Linked DNA regions of Mus musculus: all the other regions are linked to region 1. The links are chromatin contacts, called in public HiChIP or PLAC-seq and promoter capture Hi-C maps. All regions are on one chromosome and are shown on one strand. The core of a region is the stretch at or near the end of the contact, and the rest is flanking DNA. Distances in the headings are between cores, read along the strand shown. Region 1 holds the start of Cyth4 (cytohesin 4). Region 2 holds the start of Ift27 (intraflagellar transport 27). Region 3 holds the start of Ncf4 (neutrophil cytosolic factor 4). Region 4 holds the start of Pdxp (pyridoxal (pyridoxine, vitamin B6) phosphatase).

What was found. HiChIP or PLAC-seq counts read pairs in DNA pulled down with a chosen protein or histone mark. Capture Hi-C pulls out chosen DNA fragments and counts their contacts.
Region 2: an H3K4me3 HiChIP or PLAC-seq map of bone marrow-derived macrophages shows a contact between it and region 1, with 4 times the contacts expected there. The contact joins the promoter of Ift27 here to the promoter of Cyth4 in region 1. A contact is called at or near these places in 1 of 39 promoter capture datasets (hippocampal neurons), 7 of 484 Hi-C or Micro-C datasets (the G1E-ER4 cell line, the N1E-115 cell line, cortical neurons and 1 more), 2 of 115 datasets of contacts at active chromatin or transcription factors (bone marrow-derived macrophages and pancreatic cancer cells) and 2 of 9 other capture datasets (liver and pancreatic islet).
Region 3: a promoter capture Hi-C map of liver shows a contact between it and region 1, with 3 times the contacts expected there. The contact joins the promoter of Ncf4 here to the promoter of Cyth4 in region 1. A contact is called at or near these places in 5 of 39 promoter capture datasets (the C10 cell line, cranial neural crest, liver and 1 more), 9 of 484 Hi-C or Micro-C datasets (the G1E-ER4 cell line, the HL-1 cell line, the N1E-115 cell line and 6 more), 5 of 115 datasets of contacts at active chromatin or transcription factors (the HPC-7 cell line, bone marrow-derived dendritic cells, bone marrow-derived macrophages and 2 more) and 3 of 9 other capture datasets (embryonic stem cells, liver and macrophages).
Region 4: a promoter capture Hi-C map of liver shows a contact between it and region 1. The contact joins the promoter of Pdxp here to the promoter of Cyth4 in region 1. A contact is called at or near these places in 1 of 484 Hi-C or Micro-C datasets (B cells), 2 of 115 datasets of contacts at active chromatin or transcription factors (embryonic midbrain and pancreatic cancer cells) and 3 of 9 other capture datasets (adipose tissue, liver and pancreatic islet).

Annotation. Positions count from the first base shown.
Region 1 is chr15:78,595,583-78,598,831 of GRCm38.p6, forward strand. Cyth4 (cytohesin 4) reads left to right here and starts at 1,465. Exons shown (of 13, transcript NM_028195.3): 1 at 1,465-1,637. The coding sequence starts at 1,619. Gm52186 (a long non-coding RNA gene) reads right to left here. Exons shown (of 4, transcript XR_003951538.1): 4 at 2,984-3,249.
Region 2 is chr15:78,172,490-78,175,738 of GRCm38.p6, forward strand. It overlaps Ift27 (intraflagellar transport 27), which reads right to left and starts at 1,592. Exons shown (of 7, transcript NM_025931.3): 1 at 1,280-1,592. The coding sequence starts at 1,313.
Region 3 is chr15:78,243,320-78,246,568 of GRCm38.p6, forward strand. Ncf4 (neutrophil cytosolic factor 4) reads left to right here and starts at 1,492. Exons shown (of 10, transcript NM_008677.2): 1 at 1,492-1,768. The coding sequence starts at 1,737.
Region 4 is chr15:78,912,269-78,915,517 of GRCm38.p6, forward strand. Pdxp (pyridoxal (pyridoxine, vitamin B6) phosphatase) reads left to right here and starts at 1,651. Exons shown (of 2, transcript NM_020271.3): 1 at 1,651-2,263. The coding sequence starts at 1,702. It overlaps Gm30368 (a long non-coding RNA gene), which reads right to left. Exons shown (of 6, transcript XR_003951546.1): 5 at 3,023-3,249; 6 at 1-26.

The DNA of each region.
Region 1 (3,249 bases), core at 215-2,714:
GAGAAAGGACAGAAGTGGGAGACACAGGGCATCTGGAAAGCCAGAATGCTGCAGAGGCCAGCCTGCTCCATTCCGTAAACCAGATTAATCCAGGCCTCCAGGGCGCCCCCTGTTGTTGATACATAAAACTGCACCACTCTCTCAGCTAGACTTTGGGTCAAAGACACAGGGTTGAGCTCAGACTCCAGGCGGTGGGGGGGGGGGCACACCCCACTTCTGTGTGTGCGTGTGCATGTGCAGGGCCTTGGCTATGCTAGACAAGCTCTCTACCCATGAGCTATGTCCCCAACCCTCTTCTTGTTTCTTATTTTAAGACAGGTTTTCACTGGATCAGGCTTGAATTTTTAATCCTCCTGCCTCAGTCTCCCAAGAAGCCAGGATGACAGGCCTATACCTCCAGGCCGGAAATGTCTGCATCACTCAAGGAAGGAACTACATGCCTATCTTCCCTGGGTGTATTCATTCATTCACTCATTCATTAGTTCATCCTCACTTGAACACTCCTTTCTCCTCACATTTTACGAGAGACTAGGACACAAATGTGACCTTGCCCTCACTGGACTTCTAAATAGATTGGAAACAGATCAGTGAGCCAGGATGTGCCCTGAATTCCAAAGAGTAAGCGCTCCTCTGACTGAAGTTTCTGTCAGCCATCCCTTTTTCTCTGCAGGATCTGAACCAACTCACCAGAAAAGGCCTGAGAAACAAAGCAGTCAACAATGGGGCAGCTGGGGGGGGGGCAGTTAAAGCCTAAAGGAAAATCATTTTTTGAACACCTACTACATTCCAAGAATCTTACACTGCTCTTTCTACATTCCCAAGGTTGAGTGTGCATACTCTCTTCGGACGCAAGCCAAATGAGACTCGGTGTAATAGGTTGACTAGCCCGAAGTCACATGCACCCTGTTGGTGGTGACACCTGCCTGAGTGGAGATGCTGAGGGTCAAACAACTGGATCTGGCCACAAAGTCACATGGAAGGATTGTACAGATTTGATGGTGAGTTTCCTAGCGGCCCGGGGAGAGAGGGAAATTAGACACTTTGTGAGACGTGGGGGGGGGGGGGGGCATTTCTTTAAAAAAAAAAAAAAAAGCAAAGCCCCTCCCCCATCCCTGAATGACTTGTCTTTTCTCCAATGAGATTTGATTCAGGGGAGTTCAGAGAGGACCCTAGAAGCTGGGAAATCTTTTGGCTTATATTTAAAGAGGTTGCTGGGTAAAGACCCGCGCCCCCCAGAGAAGGTCCATCGTTAGGACCTTCTTCCCCTGTGACTGAGCTTGTGGGGGCCCATAATCCACCTGTCTGTCTGTCTGTCTGTTTGTCTTTATCCACCCACCCCCACTCCCCTGCCCTAGCTCTGTCTTCCTTCTGCTTCCCCACTTTCCAAGTACTCAGATGCCAGGGTCTGAGCTAACTGGTGAAACTCAACTGCCTTTAGGAAGTGCGCTCTGTGTCAGGAGCCTGCGCACAGACCCCTGTGGCCAGGGCTGACTTCCTCCCACAGGGTCTGGGCGGGGCAGGCAGGAAGGGGCCATGACTGGTCCTCTTGGCTACCCACCAGAGCAGCAGCTGAGCTGGCAAGGCAAGCAGCTGGGCCACCTTTCCCCTGGGCTTCAGAATGGATGTGTGTCACACAGGTAAGCGATAGGTCCCAGCCACGGGCCTCAGTCCTTTCCTCCGGCAGAACAGGGAATCAAGGGCAGCCGTGCCCAGAAGGCCAGGAAAGAAAACCTCAAACTCCATGTGCAGAGGTAGGCACCGGGCTAGACTCCAGGCCTCGGGGTCCCACAGGCATCTGAGTGGTTGCTTACCTCCTGGGCTCTGCACTATGAGGTGGATGATGACAAACGAGATAAAAGATAGATAAAACAGGAGATCAAGGACGAGGGAAGAAGGAATTGGGAGTGCTCAGGCCGACGCGGCTCAGCAGAGTTCTTGGGAGTTCCAAGGAAGAGTTTTCAGGAGGGAAGGCCCCCCATAAGGGACCTGGGAAGAATGACTTCTGATGAAGGTGGATATTGTTGGTGGTGACACCTGCCTAGACCCTGTGAGGGCCCTACAGAGTCTTCTTAGCTCCTGGGGTCTGGTGACGTTTGATGGAGGCTGGGGACACTGCCTGAAGGAGTAACATTCATTCAATGAGGCCCTGGCACAGTAGGCCCTGTTCACTCAGTAACCAGGGCGGTGGGTCTGAGGGACAGAGAAAAAGGAAATGGGAGGGACAGGCTGGTGTGGTTCTCAGGGAGCAGAGAGCAGGGCTGTGGGTGGAGCCATGTCCCTGTACCCTCAGAGAGTTCTCTTGGAGTTCTGGGCTCTGAGGGACTGCAGCTGCTGGCTGTCTGGATCCCCAGGTCTATATGACTGGTTCAGAGTGACAGATTCTCCAAATGATACCTAACCCTTAACAGCCAGGCCCCACCCACCAGCACTGGGCCCCGCCCACTGGTGCTGAGCCCCGCCCACTGGTGCTGAGCCCCGCCCACTGGTGCTGAGCCCTGCTCACTGGTGCTGGGTATTCTCCAGATGCTATGCCTTGTTCTGTATTCCAGAAACCGATCAGGTTCTTCCTTCCTTCCTTTCTTTTGTTTGTTCTCTCTCTCTCTCTCTCTCTCTCTCTCTCTCTCTCTCTCTCTCTCTCTCTCTTTCTTATCCCCACCCCCTTTATTTTTAGATTTTTGGAGACAGTGTTTCTCCATGTAGCCTTGACTGTCCTGGAACTAGCTCTGTAGACCAGGTTGGCCTCAAACTCACAGAGACCTGCCTGCCTCTGCCTCCCAAGTGCTGGGATTAAAGGTGTGCACCACCACTGCACCTGGCTCCCTCAGACTCTTTCAACAGCCATTTATTTATGGTCGGGATACAGGGGGCTTTGACAGGACATAATATAAGAAGAGGCTGTGGCTCTGGCCACCAAAGATCTCCTTAATATAACCTCTCCCTTGTCTCTTTGGGTGTTGTGTGTGTGGGGGGGGGGGGGGGCGGTTGAGTTAAGTTCCACAAAGACACAGGGACTAGGCTGAGGTTCAAGGCCAACAAGAAGGCAAAGGGAGACCAGGCAAAGGGTCTCCACGGACTGCTCCATCATTCTGTTTGTTCATTATTTATTCATCCATTTTACAAACGGCCCCGTGGCATGCTTCAAAATGGCCAAAGGGGAGCTGGTTGACATTCCAGGGTGCTGAGTGGAGGGACAGAGGACTCTGATCCCCGCCTGGCCATACCCACAAATGAGAAGAATGAGAAAGGGGA
Region 2 (3,249 bases), core at 342-2,841, 420 kb before region 1:
TCTCTGCAGAGCCTGGCTTCCTTCTGCTGCACTAGGGTCTGAGTGACAACCTGTCACTCATGTCTATGCATGACGCTTTCATTTTCAAATTAGAAAAGTCATCACGGGTACCGTTCCCCTCCATTCCCTGCCCCCCCTTCTTACTCGGTAGAATAAAGATCAAAAGACACCCCTGCTAATCTTTGGATTACAAAGAAGAATCACGGAAGAGACAAGCCTCTGGACATGCCTGTAAGAAGTGTTCTAGTTTAGATTAAGGCGGGAAGGCCCGCCCCCAAAGGTGAGTGGCACCACTCTACAGGCTGGAGCCCCTGACTGAATAAAAGGGAGAAAGAGAGCTGAGAGCCAAGGCTCATGCTCCATTTCCTGACTGTTGACTTAACGTGGCCAGCCTGCCTCCCAGTCTTGCCACCATGCCTTCCTCACCATGATGGGCAGTCCTCTGGACCCGTGAGCACAATAAACTCCCAACTTCCGGTCCAGTAAGTTGTCACAATAAGAAGTAGCCAACACTCCTGACCCACAGGCAGAAGTCAGGCGAATCTGGGAATGGGGTGTACGACTTCCACTGGGGGTTCACCCATGGCAACACCACTCAGGGCTTCGGTCACATCAGGTCACATCACAGAAGCTACCTGGGGGCGCTGTGGCAAAAGGGTTAAATGAAATACCCCCACATGACACTGGCTGCAGTGTCGCCTCGGTAGACACATGTGCTCAGCTGTCAACCAGACTACAAGCTAAGCATATAGGCTTCCGAATGTTCAGACTGGCTCAAGGCAAGCCCACGAGTGTGAGCACCACCAGATCACTCTGTATATATCTATATAATACTCATCCACACTCTGGGCACTGTGCAGGCTATTTCCCTGACAGTCAACAATAATAAACATCTTACTTCCGGGGAATCTCTAAGTTAATGCTCTCAGATGCGCCACCCCATCTTCCTGACATCAGAGTGAGTGGGACCAGCAACGCTGACCCCTGACAAGTCCATGCTTGTACTTCGCTCAAGTTTGTTAAGTCTATCTGGTGAAGGTAGTCTCAAAATATGGGAGGGAGACCGGGACACAGCTGCATCTACAAATGTGCCCTAGGGGTGGGGGGAGTGTCCTGTGGAGCCCATTCCCCCGCCCCGCGCGCCTTCTAGAATCTGCTGTTGGTCACTACAGCCATTCCTAAGGGAGACAGAGAGTGGACGCGATGGTGAACCAAAACCGCCCGAGTTAGGACGGCTAGGGCTCTGGGGACCACGCGTTCAAACACATATAGCACTCACCTGCCAGGATGCATTTGGCAGCTAGCTTCACCATAGTAACCAGGTACTAGCGGAGACGTGGGGGTGGGGGACGCTGAAAGGGGGTTAGGATTCGGGGACAGCTGACACCAGGGCCTGAGGCCGTGATGGAGGGATGGATGATGGCCCGGGTGCTAGGGTTGGGTGGACGGAGGGCTTCAGGCCCCAGGCAGCCTGCAAAGGTTCCGGTGGGGCGGAGCAGAACCCGTTCCAAGTCCAGCCTTAGACCCGGCCCAAAGAAGAGTTGAGACACAACCACTAGTCCTCTGGTCCCAAGAGTCGCGCCAAACAGGCTCCTGGCAACCATCATCAACCCGCCTTCTCCCTCCATATTGTCTCCTGATTGGTTGCTCTCAAAAGCTCGGAGACCCCAGGCACCCAATAGAAGAAGGAGGCGGGGAAAACCGGTTCCCTTCGCGGAACAAAGCGGAGAGGTTTCTGCTCTTTAACTGCTCTCAGCTTGGCCAATGGCTTTAGATGCTGTCAATCACCGCTGGGCACCGCCTAGCGTCTCTGGAGACGCAGCCCAACCAGGATGCAGCCGGAGGCGGGAATTAATGGGGCTTTCTGATTGGCCAGAGCATGGCTTTAACCATCGCGAAGAGTTTGGGATTCGCTGCACCTTGCCCCTTCTTCCTGGGAATGGATTCGCCCACACTGAGAGGGGTGACGCCGCTGAAATGGCGCCTGCGCAGTAAAGGAAGCTGCTGTCGCGGGTCCTGGATGTTATTGGTATCTTTCCCCGACCCCGGGTGCAAAGAACATTTGGAGACCTAACCTTTGCTTCACGTCCAGAATCGAAATGCCATCTTTAAAGCCCAAGCATGTTATGAACCCTAAAAACTGAAATAGCGGGGAGGGAAAAATGTGCAACGTTGAGCAGTGAGGAAGACAGGAAGGCCCTGCATGCTTGCACAGCAAACAACTGCGGACAGCACCCGTGCTGTGCACCTTCCGGAAGGGGGAAAGAGCGAGGTCCTGATGGAAACTCACACAGTATATCCATATGTAACTATATATCACTTTATGTTATGTATCAGTTAAATTAAACTAAAATCTAAAATAGGCCTAATTTGACGTGATATCTTAATGGATGGGAGGACACGCCTCTCTCAGTCGGATTCCTCTGTTATGGGTGAATGGATGCTATCCTGGTGTTGCCCCTCATGAGGGGAGGGTGGGTAAATGCCACCTGACTTTCCTGGGAGCCCCTCTTGCTTTGCCACTAAGTGGGATATGGCTCTGCAAGGCATGTAACCTCTGGAACTCTGAAGATAGAAACCAACTCATGGGTACAGGAAGTAGGCGAGTGTCCATGCATCGGGGCGTTGTTACTGTAGCAAAACACCGGAGAGAAACTATTTAAAGGAGGAAAGGTTTAGTTTGGCCATTTGGTTGACCATCATAACAACAACAGCATATAAGCATATAGCCACCTCATGTTGGGAAAGGAAGAAATAGTTCCCAGGATATGCCCCCAAAGTCACATTCTCTTTCAACTAGGTTCCATTTCCCAGGCACCTCCCCATAGCCCATCACATTAGGTACCTGTGATGGTTTGTATATGCTCTGCCCAGGGAGGGGCACTATTAGAAGGTGTGGCCCTGTTGGAGTAGGAGTGTCACTGTGGGTGTGGGCTTTAAGACTCTCATCCTAGCTGCCTGGAAGTCAGTCTACCGCTAGCAGCCTTCAGATGAAGATGTAGAACTCTCAGCTCCTCCTGCACCATGGCTGCCTGGATGCTGCCCTGCTTCCACCTTGATGATAATGGACTAAACCTGGGAACCTGTAATCTAGCCCCAATTAAATATTGTCCTTATAATACTTGCCTTGGTCATGGTGTCTGTTCACAGCAGTAAAATCCCTAACTAAGACAGTACCCATCAATGGATCTGTAGTCCACTGATGAATGAAGTCAGAGATTCATCACTTCCCCTAAAAGCCTTAGTTCT
Region 3 (3,249 bases), core at 242-2,741, 350 kb before region 1:
TGGGTATCAGTCTCCATCCTCAGTCATGGGTACAATTCCTGCTCGTCTTAGACCTCTCAGATCACCTTTCCTTGTCTTGAGCAGGGATTTGTATGCTTAAAAGAGCTAACTCTGTGAACTGCGGTACTTCTGTGTGCTGGGAGTAGGTCAGACCGTCCATTCTACGTTCCTCTACCACCCTGATCTATCTGTGCAGTGCAAAGGCCTTGATGAACATGCAGTCACTGGTGGAGTGTCCCTCTCCCACTTTCCTGTCCCCTCCTGTGACTTTCTTCATCCTCGTTTCTGTCTCCCCAGGAGCCCATGCCCTGCCTGGCCACGGGGAGGGCAGTTCTCACTGGGCAGACTCTATCCTGGGAGCTCTAGGTTCATCCTCTCTGGGCTGGGTCAGGGCCAGAAGATCCCTTCAGGGTGACAGGATGGAGGGGGGACATTTTAAAGTAAGGATCCTAAAACATTCTATATTCTTGGAGCCAGATCCTGAGGAGTCTGAGACTGCTTCCAATCCAGCCCCATTTAAGGTGAGAAACATAGGCCGTTCCAGATTCCTCAGGGGGAAAGCCCTGTCCCCACAGCCACGTTCCAAAGTTGGGGAGATAGGAGCCTGATTCAGGCAGGCTGGGCAGGCTGCCATCTCTCCTTCTGTCTTAGCATACCATCAAGTGGAGCTGGGGGTTGGGGGACATTCTCTGGGCTGCTGGGCCCATCCTCACTGTAGGCTTTGGAGAGCTCCCTACAGAACCAAGCATTAGAAGGAGCTGACGAAGAACTTCCTCCTTCTGCTCACATAATCTGGGTGTCCGCAGCGTAGTGCTGGCCTGGAAGAAGCCTAACACACAAACACACGTTTGGAACACACTGGGGTAGGGAACCCCGCTGGTGAGAGCTTGCCGCAGGAAAAGCCCGGAGAGTGGCAGGGAGGGTCTGGTGAGGACAGGTTTGTTTCTTAGAGGGCAGCTTCTGAGCTGAGACCTACAGGAGATAGGAGAGGAGCATTGGGAATGTGGTGGCAATGAGGGAAGAGAGATTGGGAGAGCAGGCAGCCCACGGGGCCTTGGGGATTCTGAAGCCAGCAGCGGGGGCTTGGGGCTTTTCTGAGAGCTGAGTAGGGAGGTGGAGGCAGATTGTAAGGAGAGCCTCTGTGTGGATGGAAGCTCTGGGAGAGCTGAATGTGGTATCTCAGAGCCCAGAGCCCCAGATGGGGCATAAAACAATGACTTCCTAGTATAAGAGGGAGGGGGACCAGGAGAGCTTCCTGGAAAAAGCACTATCTCCACCAGACCTTAGGAATGAATGGCAGGTCTTGGATGCTTGAGAAAGGGATTCAGGAAGAAGCCTGAGGAGGAAGTCCACAAGTGTCCTTGATGGACTACCCAGGGCTAAAACTGCTCTATGGTGGGTGGAGCTCAGCACCAGAGACAGGCACTGAGGAAATCCCCAAAGCCAGTGGCCTCACGCAAGCCCAGCACCCAAGGGTGCCACTTCCTCAACTGCTGTGCAGCTGGGAAGTGGCTGAGAAGACGTGTGAGGGCCAGGCAGCTCAAAGCCTGAAGGAGGTACTTCAAGGAGGGTCCAGAGAAGCTGGGCAGGGCGGGACCTCCTCAAAGGCTGCCCCTGGGGACACCCCAAGCTTCAGGAAGCTCTCAGATGCACATAGGAGGAAGTGAGAGGTGAACTCGGCCTGGATCTGGTTGGGCAAGGCCCCCATCCATCTGCTTTTCTGACTACCCACAGCCATGGCCCTGGCCCAGCAGCTGCGATCAGAGAGGTGAGAGTGTGCCTCTATTCCCTGCCAGGCTTTCTCAATGATCCCAATAGGCCTGGGGGGTGGGTATGGGGAAGTAAGAGGCTGTCCCTCCTGTCACCTGATATCAGTGGATCAGCACAGAGTCAAATTTGAAGGTCTTGCTGAATGATACTGCAGGAGCTGCATGCTCCAGCAGATGTTTCTAGAACCTTGACTTAGTAGGTCGGCAGTGTTATGCACCAGTAAGAAGCCTAAGGCTCAGAATGGGGAGTGGCTTGGATGTGGCCAAGGACCACAGGGTGAGTGGGTGGCAGAGCCTGGGAGCAGAGGTGTCCTGGGTGCTAGGCTTGGGTTCTGGGTTCCTGGTTCCACACTGCAATCAGGAGCGGCTCTTCCATCTGCCCTTCAGACTGAAACTGGCCTCTGCGTTTTCCTATCTTTAGGTTCAGATAGCCCAGGCTCTGCCGTCTGACCCCTCACTCCACTTCCTTGTCCTGAACAGGTCTTAGATGCTTGGCACAATGTTGGGGGCCGGGTCTTTGCTCTGCCTGCTCTGAGGGTGTTTTAGTTTTTTGGATCACAGTTGTGTCTCTGGGAGGCCGAACAGCCCTGGGACACACTGAGAGCTCACTACATCTGCTAAGAGCTCAAAAATGACCCAGATCTATCTTGGACAATGCTGACATTATACAGGTAGGGACAAGGAGACCTGATGGCCCCAAGCCCGGCCACCTCATTCAGTCAGCACTTGCTCAGTGTCTCTTATGGAGACAGCCCTGTGTTCCCATCTGCATGTGGAGACCCAAATGACAGAACCGTCCCCTGGATCAAGCAGAAAGCAACGTTAGGAAGCCAAGTGTCCATGTGAACTGCTTGAGAGTCACCAGAACAGGTCTGACTGACAAGACCCAGGTGTGAGCAAAGCACTCGTGGGATCTGGAAAAGGGGATGGGATTCCTGTAGGTCAAAGGTCAGAGGAGGTTTGTCTGTAACAAGAGTTAGTGTTGGGTGGGGGTCCTTCCATAGCTATAGAGAGTGTTACTGGGGTGCTAAGTAAGGCTGCATAATATGACTCCAGCCTTTCTCACCCCCAAGTTCTCCTAGGAGACTGACAGACATGCAAACTTGAATCTTCTAGAAACTGTAGCCACTAGAAGCTTGGGTCCCTTCTTGTTTCTTGGGGTGCAGAGTTCAGATGGTGCCTGTAAGGACTATCAGGGCTCAGTGTTTCCTCCGCCCACTCTGCCCTTTCCACAGCTGTTCCCCCGCCCTCTGAGGGGGGTGGCTCTCCTCCTCTGCCCCTGATAGGACCATGGACCCAGGTCCTAGGGCCATCAGACCCAGTATCTCCAGCGTCCTCTTTGAGAACCAGTCCGGCAGAGATACAGACGAGGAGATATCATATATAGTGTCTCTTCCAGGGCAGCTGCAGAGTTTAGCTCCCATGGCCACATGTCATTCCAGCTCCCACTGTGATTGAGGTACCACACACCTGCAGTTTT
Region 4 (3,249 bases), core at 401-2,900, 320 kb after region 1:
AAGGGACTGGCCAGCGATGCCTGGGCCTGAGATGAAGTGTTTGAGATTAGCGTTCGCCTAGGTCTTCCTCCCACCCAGGGCCCCGTTTGCACAGCCTCTCAGGATCATGGGTTTCTCTTCTGAGACAGTCTAGCAGTTCCACCCAGTCTGTGTTCTGAAGACCAACACGCCCGTGTGTGTGCGCACACACACATAAACACACAGTTTTCTCGAGAGCAGGGATTGAGCTATCCATGGCCTTCCCTGAGTTGCTCTGTGTAGTCCCAGGCTAACGCTCCTTTCAGCTCTACACCTGAGGGTCTTTTGGGAGTGGGCTGGCAGAAGTGGGTCAGTGCATCTGGAAGCCCAATTTAGTAACCGAGTGGAGGCAGGGGCATGCTGTCTATGGTCTTCTAGGCTAAGAAACCCATTACAAAAGGCACAAAGAACAGAAAATAGTTGGGCCTCAAAGGCACGGTTTTTCTTCGGTCTCTTCCCTTCAGTTGCTCTGGGTTAGACAGCTACAGTTCTGCTTAGAACCAAAATATTGTGACAGTACAGATCCCTGTTCATCCCTGGTCCCCATACTTTGAATTACTGGTTATTCAAAGGCTTGACAGATTAAAAGGTTTCCGTCTACAAAATGGAGACCTAGGCAGTTGGGATCACCCCATCAATAAAATGGGTTACCAATTGGGCCTGGCCATCAAAATAGTGCCTAGTGCCCCCACACACATAAAACATGAAATCAGATCTCTGGGTTCCTGTCTTACAGCCATGTGTTTGATTATCTATTTATTTATTTATTGGGTTTTTTTTTTGTTTTGTTTTTTTGTTTTTTGAGACAGGGTTCTCTGAATACCCTTGGTCCTAGTACTTGCTCTGTAGACTAGGCTGGCTTGGAAATCAGAGCTCTTCCTACCTCTGATTCTGAGTGCTGGGATTAAATGTATGTGTTCGCATCGCCCGGCTAGAACGTTTTAACATTCATCTGTGTGGATGTGTGTGTGGAGGTCAGAAAACAACTGGAAGGAGTATGTTCTCTCCACCGTGAGGTTTCTGAAGAAGGAACTCGGGTCCTCAGCCTTGACAGCAAACTGCCATCATCTGCTGAACCATTCCACTGACCTGTACCTGTGTTTTAAAAATCATTTATCTAAAGCCATCGAACTATAAAGTATACATCTTACTAAACGGAAATTATACAACAACAACAACAAAAAAAAAAAACAAGTTCCCCAGGAGACTCCACAGCACAGTCAGATGACCAGAAGGATCACTGACCAGGTCTAAGAGCCCAGGCCAGCTTGCGAAGTCACGGGTGATGGAGCCCTGGCTCCATCACATCCACATGTTTCTAATGAGCCTCAATGGTTCCGAGGGCAACAAGATGTGGCCCGAAGACAACATCTCTCTCAGCCTCTGTTTTTCTCCTAGCAACCATCTGGCCTACGTTTTTAATTGGCTGGGAAGCGCACGGCGATTCGCTGCAGACCAGGCTGTCTCTTCATTGGTCGCCTCCTTCTAGTGGCGCCCGCGGTCCCGCCCCTTTCTCCGAGCTCCTTCGGGATCGGCCAGCACCTTCGACTAAATTCTAGTCGCTATTGGCTGAAGCCTGTGTTCGTAGCCCCGCCTCCTCCCCGTTCTGCGCGCCAATTGGTGAAGCTGCCCCTTGTCCACGGAGGGAGCGCAGCGCGCGCGTGCGAGCGGCCAGCCGGCTGCATGGCGCGCTGCGAGCGGCTGCGCGGCGCGGCCCTGCGCGACGTGCTGGGCCAGGCGCAGGGAGTCCTGTTCGACTGCGACGGAGTGCTGTGGAACGGCGAACGCATCGTGCCGGGCGCCCCTGAGCTGCTGCAGCGGCTGGCGCGGGCCGGCAAGAACACGCTGTTCGTGAGCAACAACAGCCGGCGCGCGCGGCCCGAGCTGGCGCTGCGCTTCGCCCGCCTGGGCTTCGCGGGGCTGCGCGCCGAGCAGCTCTTCAGCTCCGCGCTGTGTGCCGCGCGCCTCCTGCGCCAGCGGCTGTCCGGGCCGCCCGACGCATCGGGCGCAGTGTTCGTGCTGGGAGGCGAGGGGCTGCGCGCTGAGCTGCGCGCCGCGGGGCTGCGCCTGGCGGGGGACCCCGGCGAGGACCCGCGCGTGCGCGCCGTGCTCGTAGGCTACGACGAGCAGTTTTCCTTCTCCAGGTTGACCGAGGCGTGCGCGCACCTGCGCGACCCCGACTGCCTGCTCGTGGCCACCGATCGCGACCCTTGGCACCCGCTCAGCGACGGAAGCCGGACCCCCGGTGAGCACGGGACTGGGCGCGGGGATGTGTGCTGGGACCTGACGCGCTTTTCGGAATTCCTGCAGCTGCCGCCTGTCGGATAGTGGCCGAGGACCAGTTTGACACACGAGCCACCTTAGGCTCACTGTAGCTCAGGGAATTGCAGGTGGGATACAGATTTGGAACCGGCCTCTTGGGCTTTTGTCATTGGCCCCACCCACTTTGCAGGAGGGTTTGTCGAAGCGGTCTGGAAGGATGATGCCGGTGGAGAGCTGGATCCGCGCATCCAGAATCAGGGTAGTGGGGAAACTAGGGGGTAGTGGAGCTTGACCTTAGGCCAGTGGGGAGACTGGAAGGTAGTGGAGCTTGACCTCAGTTCCAGTTCTGGCCCTGTTTGGTTAACCCTGTGAGTTACATAACCTCGGAACCTGGTTTCCAGTGGGGTTCTTTACCATGTCGGTTATCCCCAGGCTTTTGAACCCAGCCCTCTAGTTTATTAATAGCTTCCTGAAGCTCCTTAATGGTGCCTTCATTTCCTTTCCAGATTAGTTCAAAAATAAGAGTTTTGGCCCATTTCACAGTTAAAGAAATTGGTACTTAAGGGAGGTGAGCTGCCAGGGAACACACAGCATAGAGCAGGGGAACCTGACTTGGCCTTTGGGGACCCCCCATCCATCCATCCACCCATCCAAGAGCAGTCCAGGCTGTTCAGGCCTGTACCTAAACAGAAGCGCTGACCTCTGGCATGAGCCCCAAGAGATGGAGGGATCAGAGACTTACCAGATAGTGATGAATGGCTATAGACAGGTTTGGTTCCTCCAGATGAGACATGGACATATCTCTGCCACTCTCTTCTGCTAGCCTTTGGCTCACATAGTCCTTGATACCAAATTCAGGGGTTCTGCAGGGTGGTATTGCAGGAAGTGAGGGAGTCACGGGTTCGAGATGGGGCAGTGAAATGGATGCCTGTGGAGAGGATCTGGGAAGCCTTCCCGGAGGAGGCATAC